Regions from separate parts of the Pan troglodytes genome. Here region 2 is linked to region 1. Evidence: chromatin contacts called from public HiChIP or PLAC-seq data. All regions are on one chromosome and are shown on one strand. Each heading gives the region's core, a stretch centred on a gene start, on an enhancer-like site or on the middle of the called end of the contact. The rest is flanking DNA. Distances are from core to core; before and after follow the strand shown. Region 1 holds the start of GALR3 (galanin receptor 3). Region 2 holds the start of C22H22orf23 (chromosome 22 C22orf23 homolog).

Region 1 (6,432 bases), core at 1,246-3,745:
CCATATTCACACCCAGGGGTGTCCACTGGGCTGGTGCTCCGCTGTGGAGCGGGGACAAGTCGCTCCACTCAATGCCCCTCAGAGAGCTCGTGGCATTGCCCCATCCCTGGCCCGGTGGCGTCCCGCCTTCGGAGAACGGGAGTGAGACAGACGGACACAGGCGGAGTCCAGGTGGCAGGGTTTATTCCGGTCCTCGGGCAGCCTCTCCGCCGTGGACGGGTCCCTCCCTGGGCTCCGGGCCCCGGCCGCCACCAGCCAGCAGCCCCCCGCTAGGCCGGGCGTCTCCGGGGCAGCCGGGTGGGCCCGAGGACGCGGGGCGGACGCGACGCAAGGCGCGGTGGGCGCGGTGGCGGCGTCGGCGGCCGCACGGCCAGAGGCGGCGGAAGCGCGCGCGGAAGTGGCGCGAGGCGAGCGCGTAGACGAGCGGGTTGAGGCAGGAGTTGGCGTAGGCCAGGCAGTGCGAGGCCAGGCGGCAGGCGTAGGTGGCCGGGCTGAAGGCGAAGCGGCCGTACCAGAAGCACAGGATGAGCGCGTGGTGCGGACCCCAGCAGAGCGCGTAGAGCGCGGCCACCGCCAGCATGGCGCGCCCCGCGCGGCCCGTCGCCCTCCGCCGCGCCTCGGCCGCCGCCGCGCCCGCGGGACCCACGGCGGCCCACAGGAAGCGCAGCGTGCGCCCGTAGGCCAGGCTCACCACGGCCACGGGCAGCAGGTAGCCGGCAGCGAAGGTGGCCACGTCCAGGGCGCGGCGGCGCGCGTCCTCCCAGGCGGGCACGCAGAGCTCCAGCGCGCCGTAGCGCACGGTGCCGTAGTAGCTGAGGTAGGGCGCCGAGAAGAGCGCCGCCAGCAGCCACACCAGCCCCACTGCGGCCCGGGCGTTGCGCGGCGTGCGCAGGGCGCGCGAGCGCAGCGGGTGCCGCACGGCCAGGTACCTGCGGAGGGCGCCTGGTCAGCGGGGCGGGCAGGTGCCCTCCCGCAGGGGCCCGCGCCACGTCCCGCGCCGGGGCCCTGCGGCCCAGTGCGCCTCCTGTGAACCGTGGGGGACGTGGCGGGGATTAAGGGTGTGAACGCGCAAGGTGCTTAGGCCCTTGCACCTAGCAAGGGCCCGATCCCGGTGACTTGTTATTTCTAGGATTATTTTATGGATGCGTCAGATGAGGTCCAGAGAGAAGTGACTTGCCCAGGGTCATCAGCTGGAGTGAGCCTGGATTTGACCCCAAGTTTCAAGCTGTGGAAGCAGATGTGTGCACAGCTTGGCCAGGTGTGGGCAGTTAGAAAATAGCTGGGCTGGCCGCGGTGGCTCACGCCTGTAATCCCAGCACTTGGGAGGCCGAGGCGGGCGGATCACCTGAGGTCAGGGGTTCGAGACCAGCCTGTCCAACATGGCAAAACCCCGTTTCTACTAAAAATACAAAAAATTAGCCAGGTGTGGTGGCCTGTAATCCCAGCTACTCGGGAGGCTGTGGAAGGAGAATCGCTGGAACCCAGGAGGCAGAGGTTGCAGTGAGCCAAGATCCAAAAAAAAAAAAAAACAAAACAAAACAAAAAAAACTGATGAACGCATTCGTGAGCTTCTTTTGCGATTCATTTCGCGCTTACAGAGCACTTACTATGTGCCAGACCCTGTGCTGCCACTTGAGACTCAGAGGCGTCCTCTGGAAGTTCACAGTGGAAGAGGGGAAGGGCAGGACAGTCCCCTCAAGCACGCCCTGCAGGTGCCCAGAGGCTGCTTGCGAGGGGTCAGGGAGCTTTTGTTTCCTCCCACCCACCTCCCTTTCTGGTCCCCCACTCTCTCCTTCCTAAGGCCAGTGAGGATCTGTTCAGGACTCCTCCCCCAACCCCCGCCCCCACAGCCCTGCCCAGCCAGGCCCCAGGCACAGCGCACCTGTCCACGGAGACAGCAGCCAGCGTGAAGCTGCTGGCGTACATGGTGAGGTAGATGAGCAGGTGCACGGCCTTGCAGACGAGGGCCCCGAAGAGCCAGGCATCCAGCGTGTAGATGGTGGCCTGGAAGGGCACGCAGCACAGGATGAAGCAGAGGTCAGCCACCGCCAGGTTGAGGATGAACAGGTCCGTGGTGCTGCCGGGCTCCTGCCAGGCACTCGGGCCAGGCTGCAGGAGCACTGCCAGCACCAGCCCATTGCCCACTGTGCCCAGCAGGAAGATTAGGGCAAAGACCACAGGCACTGCCACGGCCCCCACACTCCCTGGGCTGTCCAGTGAAATGTTCTGGGCATCAGCCATCTCCCCATCAGACGGGCACCTGGGAAGAGAAGCTGGAGTCCTCAGGCAAGAGCCCCCAGTTCTGGTTGCTTGACCCCGGGATCTAACTCCCCCGACCTGGGTCTGGCCAGGTGTTCTGGGCTGGAAGCTCGTGGGAGATGGAGGAGGGGAGAGCAGAGCCAAAGTCATCGCTGAGTGTCACTGTGTGAGCAAGCTCGTGGTGTTCAAGGGGTGAGAGTTCCTCAGTTTCCTAAGGAACACCCCTGGAGTCCTGCCTGGAGGACTACCTAGGTATTTGAGGGACACTTTCAACCCACGAGGCTGGGGAAGGCACAAGCGAAGTAGGATGAAGATATGGCGATGGGGGGAGGGGCCAAACCCAGAAACTGGTATATTTTCCTTCTCAATGGGGATCTGAAGCTCAGGGGAGACCCTGGGACATGGGTTTAGGGCTTTCTCTGGCTACAAGCTGTAGCCTTAGCAAAACACGGGTAACATCCCTGAGTCATTGGAGGGTCCAGTATAGTGAGATCATCACAATGGCAAAACTGGGAAGACCGTGTAGGTCACTGCTCCCTCTCTGCACATAGGGAAATCGAGGCCCAGAGAGGGGACATGGGAGGATAATATCACACTCGAAATGGCAGCTCTGGGGCTGTTGCCACCCTGGTATCCTGCCTCTTAAGCTAGAGTGCTCATCTGAGAGCCTGTAACAGGTGGTGCCTCTGACAACCTGTGTGTGTGTGCACACCGCACCCATGCTCACCCCCATCCCACTCTACAGCCCATGTCTCCTACTACCTGTGGATCTCCTTGCAGGCTTGAGACCACTGGGGTGGTGGGACAAAGTAGGGGAAAGGGGGGTCAGGCAGGGAGTAGGGAAGAAAGGCAATGTCTGCCCCCACCCCAGCACCCAGCATGCAGTAGGTCCCCAAAGCCCAGGATGGGCAACACCCACCTCCGCCTTGGGCAGTGGGCTTGATCCTGGGTGGAATGGCCAGGCTGGGTGGGCCTCCTGATTCAGCGGCTGCCCCTCGGTGCCTCCCTGCAGGTACTGGTCTGCCTTCTACTTCTCCCCCTTTGCCTTTAAGGCCCCTCCTCTCCTCTGCCCCCTCTGCTGAGCCGGAGTTGGGCACTCCCTCTGGAGTAGCCACTGGCCACTTCCTCCTCAGTCCCTGATTTCCCCCAGGTGGCAGGCTCTTCTGCCTGGCTCTTCTCTGCCTCTCTGCGTTGCTGCTGCCTTTTCCTCTCTCTGCAGCCAGTAACCCATTGATCTCGCTCTCTGTGATTTGCTTTGTAGTTAACCCCTCTGTGCCCAGGGCCCAGCCAGTCTCTGGCACTCCCACCTCCTGTGGCCCAGCCTGATGTGACTCCATCCCCTATCCCTGCACCTTCTTGCTCCAATCCATGTTTAGAAAAGGTTCCTAGGCCGGGCATGGTGGCTCACGTCTGTAATCCCAGCACTTTGGGAGGCCGAGGCAGGCAGATCACTTGAGGCCAGGAATTCGAGACCAGCCTGGCCAATGTGGCGAAACCTTGTCTCTACTAAAAATACAAAAATTAACTGAGCGTGGTGGCGGGCGCCTGTAATCCCAGCTACTCTGGAGGCTGAGGCAGGAGAATCGCTTGAACCTGGGAGGTGGAGGTTGCAATGAGCCAAGATGACGCCACTGCACTCCAGCCTAGGTGATGGAGTGAGACATTGTCTCAAAAAAAAAAAAAAAAAAGAAGAGGCTGGGCGCGGTGGCTCATGCCTGTAATCCCAGCACTTTGGGAGGCCAAGACAGGTGGATCATGAGGTCAGGAGTTCAAGACCAGCCTGGCCAAGATGATGAAACCCCATGTCTACTAAAAATACAAAAATTAGCTGGGTGTGGTGGCGGGCACCTGTAATCCCAGCTGCTCGGGAGGCTGAGGCAGAGAATTGCTTGAAGCTAGGGGTTGGAGGTTGCAGTGAGCCAAGATCGTGCCACTGCACTCCAGCCTGGGCGACAGAGCGAGATTCCGTCTCAAAAAAAAAAAAAAAAGGATTCCTAGTCTTGACTGGGGTTTCCTGGAGTGGGAAACCAGGACTTGAGTCTCCTTTCGGCAGACTCCAGAGACTCCTCCCTCAGGCTCTGCAAATCCTGAGATCCTTCTCTGGAAGCTCTTTCCAGAGCCTTAGTCCAGCTGGAGCCCAGATGGTTTAGGTACCTGTCCAAAAAGTCTGGCTTTACCTGATAGCAACGGGGAACTACTAAGATTCTACAGCAGAGACATGACCCGCACATTTTCTTTCTTTCTTTCTTTTTTTTCCCCCACATTATCTTTTGTAAGAAGTTTGTTATGGGCCAGGCGCAGCGGCTCACACCTGTAATCCTAGCACTTTGGGAGGCCGAGGTGGGCGGATCATCTGAGGTCAAGAGTTCGAGACCAGACTGGCCAACATGGCAAAACCCTGCCTCTACTAAAAATACAAAAATTAGCTGGGCATGGTGGCTCACACCTGTAATCCCAGCTACTCAGGAGGCTGAGGCACGAGAATCGCTTGAACCTGGGAGGTGGTGGTTGCAGTGAGCCGAGATCGCTCGCACTCCAGACTGGGCAACAGAGCGACTCTGTCTCAAAAAAAAAGTCTATTATTGCCCGGGGTGAAAAGGATGGACAGAGGGGGAGAGATCTGATGAGTGACCTGTTAGGAGCCTCTCGTCTAGGCAAGAGCCAAAGAGGTGAATAGGTCTTGGTGAACGGCTGTGTGATTTGGTCATGGAGTTCTGTCCTGAACTGTGTGGAGGAGGGGCCACATGGCCAAATGCCTCCAGAGGGTTAGGGAGGCTAGCACCTGGGGAGCAAGGTACACTGGATTCAGCAATGAGGAGGCTGCTGGTAAACTGGACAGGTGTTTTGAGGGCAAAAGGCAGTCTGCAGTGAGTTAAGGAAGGGAGGGGAGAGGTGGAGGGGCTGAGTGTAGTGTTTTTAGAAGCTGGGGGTGGGGTTGGGGAGCATCAAGGGGAAGTGCGTAAGGGGAGAGAAAACAGTGTGAGGGGCGCTGGTGGAGCCAGGACTCGGTAGATGCTCAGAACTAGCTCCTTAAGGCCAGGCGTGGTGGCTCATGTCTGTAATCCTAGCACTTTGGGAGGCCAAGGCAGTTGGATCACTTGAGGTCAGGAGTTCAAGACCAGCCTGGCCAACATGGTGAAACCCATCTCTACTAAAAATTAGCCAGGTATGGTGGTGCACACCTGTAATCCCAGCTACTTGGGACGACTGAGGCAGGAGAATGGCTTGAGCCCGGGAGGCGGAGGTTGCAGTGAGCAGAGACTGTGCCACTGCACTCCAGCCTGGGCAACAGAGCAAGACTCAAAAAAAAAAAAGAAAGAAAAAAAAGAAAAGAAAAGAACCAGCTCCTCAAAGGCCCCGGGGTTTTCACGAGGGCTCAGAGGTGCCTCTATAGAGCCTGATGTCACCTTCTTTAGATGCAGAAAATCCTCAATTTTTGGAAGCAGAGTCTCACGGAATTGAAACTATTAGGAATCTAATCTAGACTTGCCAAACCTGAATTCAGAAGCTTCAGAATTGAATTAATATATATATATATATTTTTGAGACAGTCTCGCTCTGTTGCCCAGGCTGGAGTACAGTGGTGTGATCTCAGCTCACTGCAAGTGCAAGCTCCGCCTCCCAGGTTCACGCCATTCTCCCACCTCAGCCTCCCGAGTAGTTGGGACTACAGGCGCCCACCACGCCCGGCTAATGTTTTGTTTTTGTATTTTTAGTAGAGACGGGGTTTCACCGTTTTAGCCAGGATGGTCTCGATCTCCTGACCTCGTGATCCGCCCGCCTCGGCCTCCCAAAGTGCTGGGATTACAGGCGTGAGCCACCGCGCCCGGCCAGAATTGAATTAATTCTGAATTGAATTCAGAATTGAATTGCGCAACGGAATTGTAGACTCTTATGATCCCTGAATGGCGAGACTCAGCTTGGTGGGATTTTAGAACCTTTGACAGATCTACAACCACTGCGTGAAAGTAACGCACCCTTAGACTCCCAGAATCCTGGACGAATGTGCATGCCTGAACCCTGGAACGGGCTGGAAAGCATCTGAGATTCATGACTTTGCACTCCTGGCCCTTGGGAGGCCCCTGCCCACAAGGTCCTTCTTGGCCTAGGGCGATGAGCTCCCAGCAGCGGCAAGGCTAAGCTGATATGAGAGCGGAGGTGGAGGGAAGGAGG
Region 2 (6,432 bases), core at 2,575-5,074, 130 kb before region 1:
CCACCGAAATAACTCTTTCATCTGCCTTCTCATCACCTGCACTACCAGCACCTATGTCCAAGCCACAGGCCTCTCACCTTTCACTCTTGCCCTTCCCCAGTTCACTCCTTACTCGAGGCAGGAATGTACTTTCTAAAATGTAACCTGGACTGTGCCCTGGCTCAAAGTTTGTCAGTAGCTTCCCATTGCCTTTAGGCTACAAAATACTGCCTCATCTGAGCCCTGCTTACCTCTTCCCTTTGCTCCTTAAGCAGTCCCACCCAGCAGAAAGCACCTGGCATATAATAAACATTCAACACATGTTTGCCAAATGAAGGAAGGCACTGTTTAACTTGTCAGTGAACTAACTGCCCCAGAAGCCACAGGCTGTGGACCACATGGACAAAAGCTTTCAGGCCCACCCTGCAGGGCTGTTCTGCTATGCAAGACTGGAACACAGCTCACTCTTAACTGGGAATGCTTATGGCAGGGGCCTTGACCACAAATAGAAGGCAGACACATTCAGCTAATCATCACCTGCCAGACGATTTGGCAGCTTGGGCTGCAGAGGTGGGAGCCTGAGGCTGAATACTGACCTCTTCGGCATTCTCCAAGTCATCTAGCCCTTCATCCTCCTCCACATCATCAAAGTCGTCGCCATCAAAACTGTACAGGAAGAAGAGATCAATTACTTAGAGCATCACTTAAAAGAATCAAAGAGGGGCCGGGCACGGTGGATCACACTTGTAATCCTGGTACTTTCGGAGATTGAAGTGGGTGGATCACTTGAGGCCAGGAATTCAAGACCAGCCTGGCCAACAAGGCAAAACCCCATCTCTACTAAAAATACAAAAATTAGCCGGGCATGGTGGCACATGTCTGTAATACCAGCTACTTGGGGGGCTGAGTCACAAGAATTGCTTGAACCCAGGAGGTGGAGGTTGCAGCGAGCCAAGATTGCACCGCTGTACTCCAGCATGGGTGACAGAACAAGGACCTGTCTCAAAATAAATAAGAAAAATTAAAAAAAAAAAAATTCAGAGGCCGGGCATGGTGGCTTTGTATTGTGGCTCTGGGATTAAGCCTGTAATCCCAGCACTTTGGGAGGCCAAGGCGGGTGGAGTTCAAGGCCAGCCTGACCAACATGATGAAACCCCATCTCTACTAAAAATACAAAATTAGCCGGGAGTGGTGGTGGTACATGCCTGTAATCCCAACTACTTGGGAGGCTGAGGCAGGAGAATCACTTGAACCCAGGAGGCGGAGGTTGTGGTGAGCTGAGATCACGCCATTGCACTCCAGCCTGGGCAACAAGAGTGAAACTCCGTCTCAAAAACCCCCCGCCACCGCAAAACAAAAAACAAACAAACAAAAAAATCAAAGAGGGCAGAGATCTGTGTCTCGCCCAGTGTGTAGGAAGCACTCAATAAATATTTACTTAATAAGTAAATCAGCTGGGTGCAGTGGCTCACGTCTGTAATCCCAGCACTTTGAGAGGCCGGGGTGGGTGCATCACTTGAGGTCAGGAGTCCAAGACCAGCCTGGCCAACATGGAGAAATCTCGTCTCTGCTAAAAATACAAAAAAATTAGCCGAGTGTGGTCGTGGGCGCCTGTAATCCCAGCTACTCAGGAGGCTGAGGCACAAGAATTGCTTGAACCCGAGAGGCGGAGGGTGCACTGAGCCACGGTCACCCCACTGCACTCCAGCCTGGGTGACACAGTGAGACTCCTTCTCAAAAAATAAAAAATAAGAAGAAGAAGAAGAAGTAAATCCGACTTTTGTTCCATTTTACCCCTTCAATTTTTCCCCATCTGCCCCCAAATATTGCTAGTACTCATTCGTCATCACTGTTTCCCTCTCTACTGGATCATTCCCATCAGCATTTTTTTTTTTTTTTGAGACAAAGTCTCGCTCTGTTGTCCAGGATGGAGTGCAATGGCGTGATCTTGGCTCACTGCAACCTCCGCCTCCTGGGTTCAAGCAATTCTCCTGTCTCAGCCTCCCGAGTAGCTGGGATTATAGGCACACGCCACCATGCCCAGCTAATTTTTGTATTTTTAGTAAAGATGGGGTTTCACCATGTTGACCAGGCTGGTCTCGAACTCCTGGCCTCAGGTGATCCACCCTCCTCGGCCTCCCAAAGTGCTGGGATTAGAGGTGTAAGCCACAGCACCCGGCCCCATCAGCATTTCAACATGTGCTTTTCCTCATCTAAAAAAACAAAAACAAACAAACAAAAAACCCTTATTTCTCTTCTCTCTCCCCCTATAGCCCTAATTCCATGGTGTCCTTTGAAGCAAAAATGTGTGAAAGAGCTGTCCACCCTCACTATCTTCCTCTTCCCATTTTGTCATAATCTCACTCCAAAAAGCCTTTCACCCCAACAGCTCCATCAAAACCACTTTCCAAGCTCATTAATGATCTCCACGTTGCTAAATCCAATGGCCAACTCTCCTTCTCATTTAGCCTGATCTATCAGCTGGCACATTAGGCCACTTGCTCTCCTCACTTGACTCCAAGGACACCTCACCCTCTTGGTGTTCCCCCACCTCCCCGGCTTCTCTTTTCCCCCAAGCACTCAATGTCCAAATGCCCTAATGCTCAGCCACGGGTCATCTCCTCTTCTCTACTGACACTCACTGGGAATGCGGTAGCAATCCCACACGTTTCTTATTTTTATCCTCAGACTAGCTCTCTTTGCACCCACACATCCAACAGGTAATTTTTGGGCTCTATCTTTAAAACAGTAATATATCCAGAATTCAAAACCAGTTCTCACCACCTCTACTCCTACCACCCTACTATAAGCTACTGACTTCTCTCATCTAGATTACTACAAGCAGGCCGGGCACGGTGGCTCACGCCTGTGATCCCAGCACTTTGGGAGGCCGAGGCGGGTGGATCACAAGCTCAGGAGTTCGAGGCCAGTCTGGCCAACATGGTGAAACCCGTCTCTACTAAAACTACAAACAATTAGCAAGGCGTGGTGGTGCACGCCCATAATCCCAGCTAGTCGGGAGGCTGAGGCAGGAGAATCCCTTGAACCCCGGAGGCGGAGGCTGCAGTGAGCCGAGATCGCGCCACTGCACTCCAGCCTGGGCGACAGAGCAAGACTCTGTTTCAAAAAAAAAAAAAAAATACTGCAAAGGACCGTCCCATACTTTTATTTAATGCCACCCGGTGGAGCTGCCCCAGACCCTCCTCTGGAGTACTCCTATACTACATACTTCTAGAACTGGGGAAGCTCACGCGACCACCGTTACCTGCTTGCTTGCTTACTTATGGGCCTGTGACCCCTGTTCTAGAAAGTGAGCACGTGGAAAGGCAGGGACGATTGTTCATTCACCTCAATATTCCCACTGCATGACACAGAGCCCGGCTCGCTGGAACATTTGCTGAAGGACACCTTTTCTACGGATCCCCTCTGGACCCTCGAGCCTGGGCCCTCCTGTGCCTCCAGCCGGGGCTGTGCTCCTGGGTCGCCCGCCCTTCCCTTCCTCGGCTCCGCCGGCCCCCTCAGGACCCCAGTCCCCTCAGACATTGCCCTAGACGCCAGGCTCCTCAGCCGACCCAAGCCTTGCCTCATCCGCCCCTTCCAAGGTTGCCGCAAAGGCCACTCCGCTCCCGCACTCACTTGTCCTCGTTGTCTGACATGACACCCTCGCCTCAGCGACCCCGCTGCGCCCCGGTCCCGCGCGGAGACCCGCAAACAGCGACACTACGACTCGCGCGGCTCCTAGCTTATCTTGCGCCTGCGCCGTAACCCAGAGGAAATCACTTCCGGGAGGCAGGACAGAGCGGGGAAAGTGCGCATGCGCTGACTGGTGTGCGCGCGTTTCTATAGTAGCCAGAGGCGCTAGCTGCCAGCTCCAGCAGCCCAGGTCGCGCAGTATTTCTGCGTGGCACCGGTGCGGATGCGGCTGTAAAGCAGTGGTCACCGCCTCCGGGAGCCCACTTCTATGTGGAGAGGGGAGCACCCAGAGAGGGTCTTAGGGTGAAATTTCAATTTTGGCATATCACTCAGTGGGTACTGTTGTGACCATGGCTGTGTTAACACTCCCTCCCGAGGAGACTTCCCTGCCACAGGCGCTGGGTCAGAATGAGGACTGTGTGTGTGTATCTGTGTGTCTGGATGGGAGGTTTGGGCACTGTCGCAATATTAACTGGCGGCATCATTCTCTGGCTCGATCCCCGCTTCCAGACTTCTGGGGGTGTTGGGCGTCGGGGAACAGAGATTAGGGACAGGAGACAGGGGGTGTGTCATTGCGTCTTTCCCTCCTCAGAGTCCTCCCATGGCTTCACAGAAGCAGATGGAGGTAGTGACCAAAGGAACTGGGTTCCGGCGCCGCCCCAAGACCACCACTTACACCCCGGGGACCTGCGAGCTGCTCAGAGGTCAGTGCGTTAAAGCAGCGATCCCAGCCTTTTTGGCACCAGGGACCGGTTTCGTGGAAGACAATTTTTCCACTGACGGAGGTGTGGAGAATGGTTTCGGGATGAAACTGTTCCACCTCAGATCATCAGGTATTAGATTCTCATAAGGAGCGTGCAACCTAGATCCCTCGCGTGCGCAGTTCACAATAGGGTTCGCGCTCCTATGAGAATCTAAGGCCGTCACTGACCTGAAAGGAGGCGGTGAGGCTCGCTAGCCTGCCGCTCACCTCCTGCTGTGCGGCCCGGTTCCTAACAGGCCAGGGACTGGTACCAGTCCACGGACGGGGGGTTGGGGACCCCTGAGTTAAAGGATGAGAGAAGAATGGTGGTAGTTACCCTCTGTAACTCAGTTCCCCCATACCTGACCTATGGCTTAGCACTATTTTCCTTTACAGATAAGGAGCCTGGGGTTCAGAAAGCTTCAAAATTCTACTGCATATGCCTTAGTTGGGGGCGGGGCGGGGCGGGGCGGGGGGGAGGGGAAGGTTCAAGGTGCTACACCTTGCCAAAAGTCAAAGAACTAAAATTTTTAGAGTAGTTAACTCCTATGCATCCTTTAGATCATACTTTCAACTTTCCCGAGGAAGACTTCTGCTCCTCACCACCACAGTAGGATCAACTGTTATGCGCCCTCACACATTTTCCTTCACTGGGCTTAGCACAAGCTGTAGTCAGTTATTTGGTGTCCCATCTATCCCTCCAGATCATGAATTTCATCAGGCAGGAACCGTGCCTGTTTCGGCTCACAATTGTAGCTCCAGCCCCTGAAACATGATGAACAAGTGTTCATGTGTTCTTTTACTCAACAACTTTTTTGTTTTTTTCCAACAACAGCATTTTTAAGTCTACCATGTGCCTTAGACTCTGTTTTAGGTGCTGGGGATACAGCAGTGAAAGAAAATGAGGTGGCTCAAGCCGGTAATCCCAGCACTTTGGGAGGCCAAGGTGGGCAGATCACCTGAGGTTAGGAGTTCACGACCAGCCTGACCAACATGGAGAAACCCAGTCTCTACTAAAAGTACAAAATTAGCCGGGCGTGGTGGCGCATGTCTGTAATCCCAGCTACTCGGGAGGCTGAGGCAGGAGAATTCCTTGAACCCAGGAGGTGGAGATTGCAGTGAGCTGAGGTCGCGCCACTGCACTCCAGCCTGGGCAACAAGATGGAAGCTCCATCTCAAAAAAAAAAAAAAAAAAAAAAAAAGAGAAAGAGGAAAAAATATTTAACAGAGGGCAGAAATTTTATTAAACCAGCAAAAATTCTTATCATACAGCTAATATAGAAGGATAACAATAAAATAAAATATATAGAATTTTAGGTGGTCGTAAGTGCTATAGAAAAAACAAAGCAGGAAAGATAGAGAAGGCATGCTCAGTGCAGAATGGGGCTAGGATGTAGGGTTTTAAATTTCAGTAGGGTGTCAGGTGAAGGCATCCGCTTGCAGCCCAAGAGACCTCATAGAATGCTTTGTCGTGCAGTGATGATGAAGGAATCCAAACTGACGAACATCCAGCAGCGCCACATCATGGACATCATGAAAAGTAAGGGGCAGTCCACAGAGGCTTCCTGGACAGAGGGATCTGGGGCCACACTTTTAATGCTTCTCCATGTTAAGGGAGAGAGGACCTCATATAAAAAAAAACAAAGACAGCCGGGCACGTGGCTCATGCCTGTAATTCCAACACTGGGAGGCTGAGGTGGGAGGATGGCTTAAGCCCAGGAGTTCAAGACCAGCCCGGGCAACACCACAAGCCACAAGACCTCATCTCCACAAAACCTTTTTTTTTTTTTTTTTTGAGACAGAGTCTCACTCTGTCGCCCAGGCTGGAGTGCAGTGGCGCAATCTCGGCTCACTGCAACTTCTGCCTCCCGGGTTCATGCCATTCTCCTGCCTCAGCCTCCCAAGTAGCTGAGACTATAGGTGCCCACCACCACGCCCGGCTAATTTTTTGTATTTTTAGTAGAGATGGCGTTTCATCATGTTAGCCAGGATGGTCTCGATCTCCTGACCTCATGATC

The links. HiChIP or PLAC-seq counts read pairs in DNA pulled down with a chosen protein or histone mark.
Region 2: an H3K4me3 HiChIP or PLAC-seq map of stem cell-derived excitatory neurons shows a contact between it and region 1, with 7 times the contacts expected there. The contact joins the promoter of C22H22orf23 here to the promoter of GALR3 in region 1. A contact is called at or near these places in 1 of 7 Hi-C or Micro-C datasets (stem cell-derived neural progenitor cells) and 1 of 1 datasets of contacts at active chromatin or transcription factors (stem cell-derived excitatory neurons).

The regions. Positions count from the first base shown.
Region 1 is chr23:39,830,245-39,836,676 of NHGRI_mPanTro3-v2.0_pri, reverse strand. It overlaps GALR3 (galanin receptor 3), which reads right to left and starts at 2,495. Exons shown (of 2, transcript XM_525589.7): 1 at 1,883-2,495; 2 at 84-929. The coding sequence starts at 2,409. The coding sequence ends at 182.
Region 2 is chr23:39,962,690-39,969,121 of NHGRI_mPanTro3-v2.0_pri, reverse strand. C22H22orf23 (chromosome 22 C22orf23 homolog) reads left to right here and starts at 3,824. Exons shown (of 7, transcript NM_001280139.1): 1 at 3,824-3,975; 2 at 4,265-4,376; 3 at 5,892-5,954. The coding sequence starts at 4,274. POLR2F (RNA polymerase II, I and III subunit F) reads right to left here and starts at 3,760. Exons shown (of 6, transcript XM_016939157.4): 1 at 3,616-3,760; 2 at 576-645. The coding sequence starts at 3,635.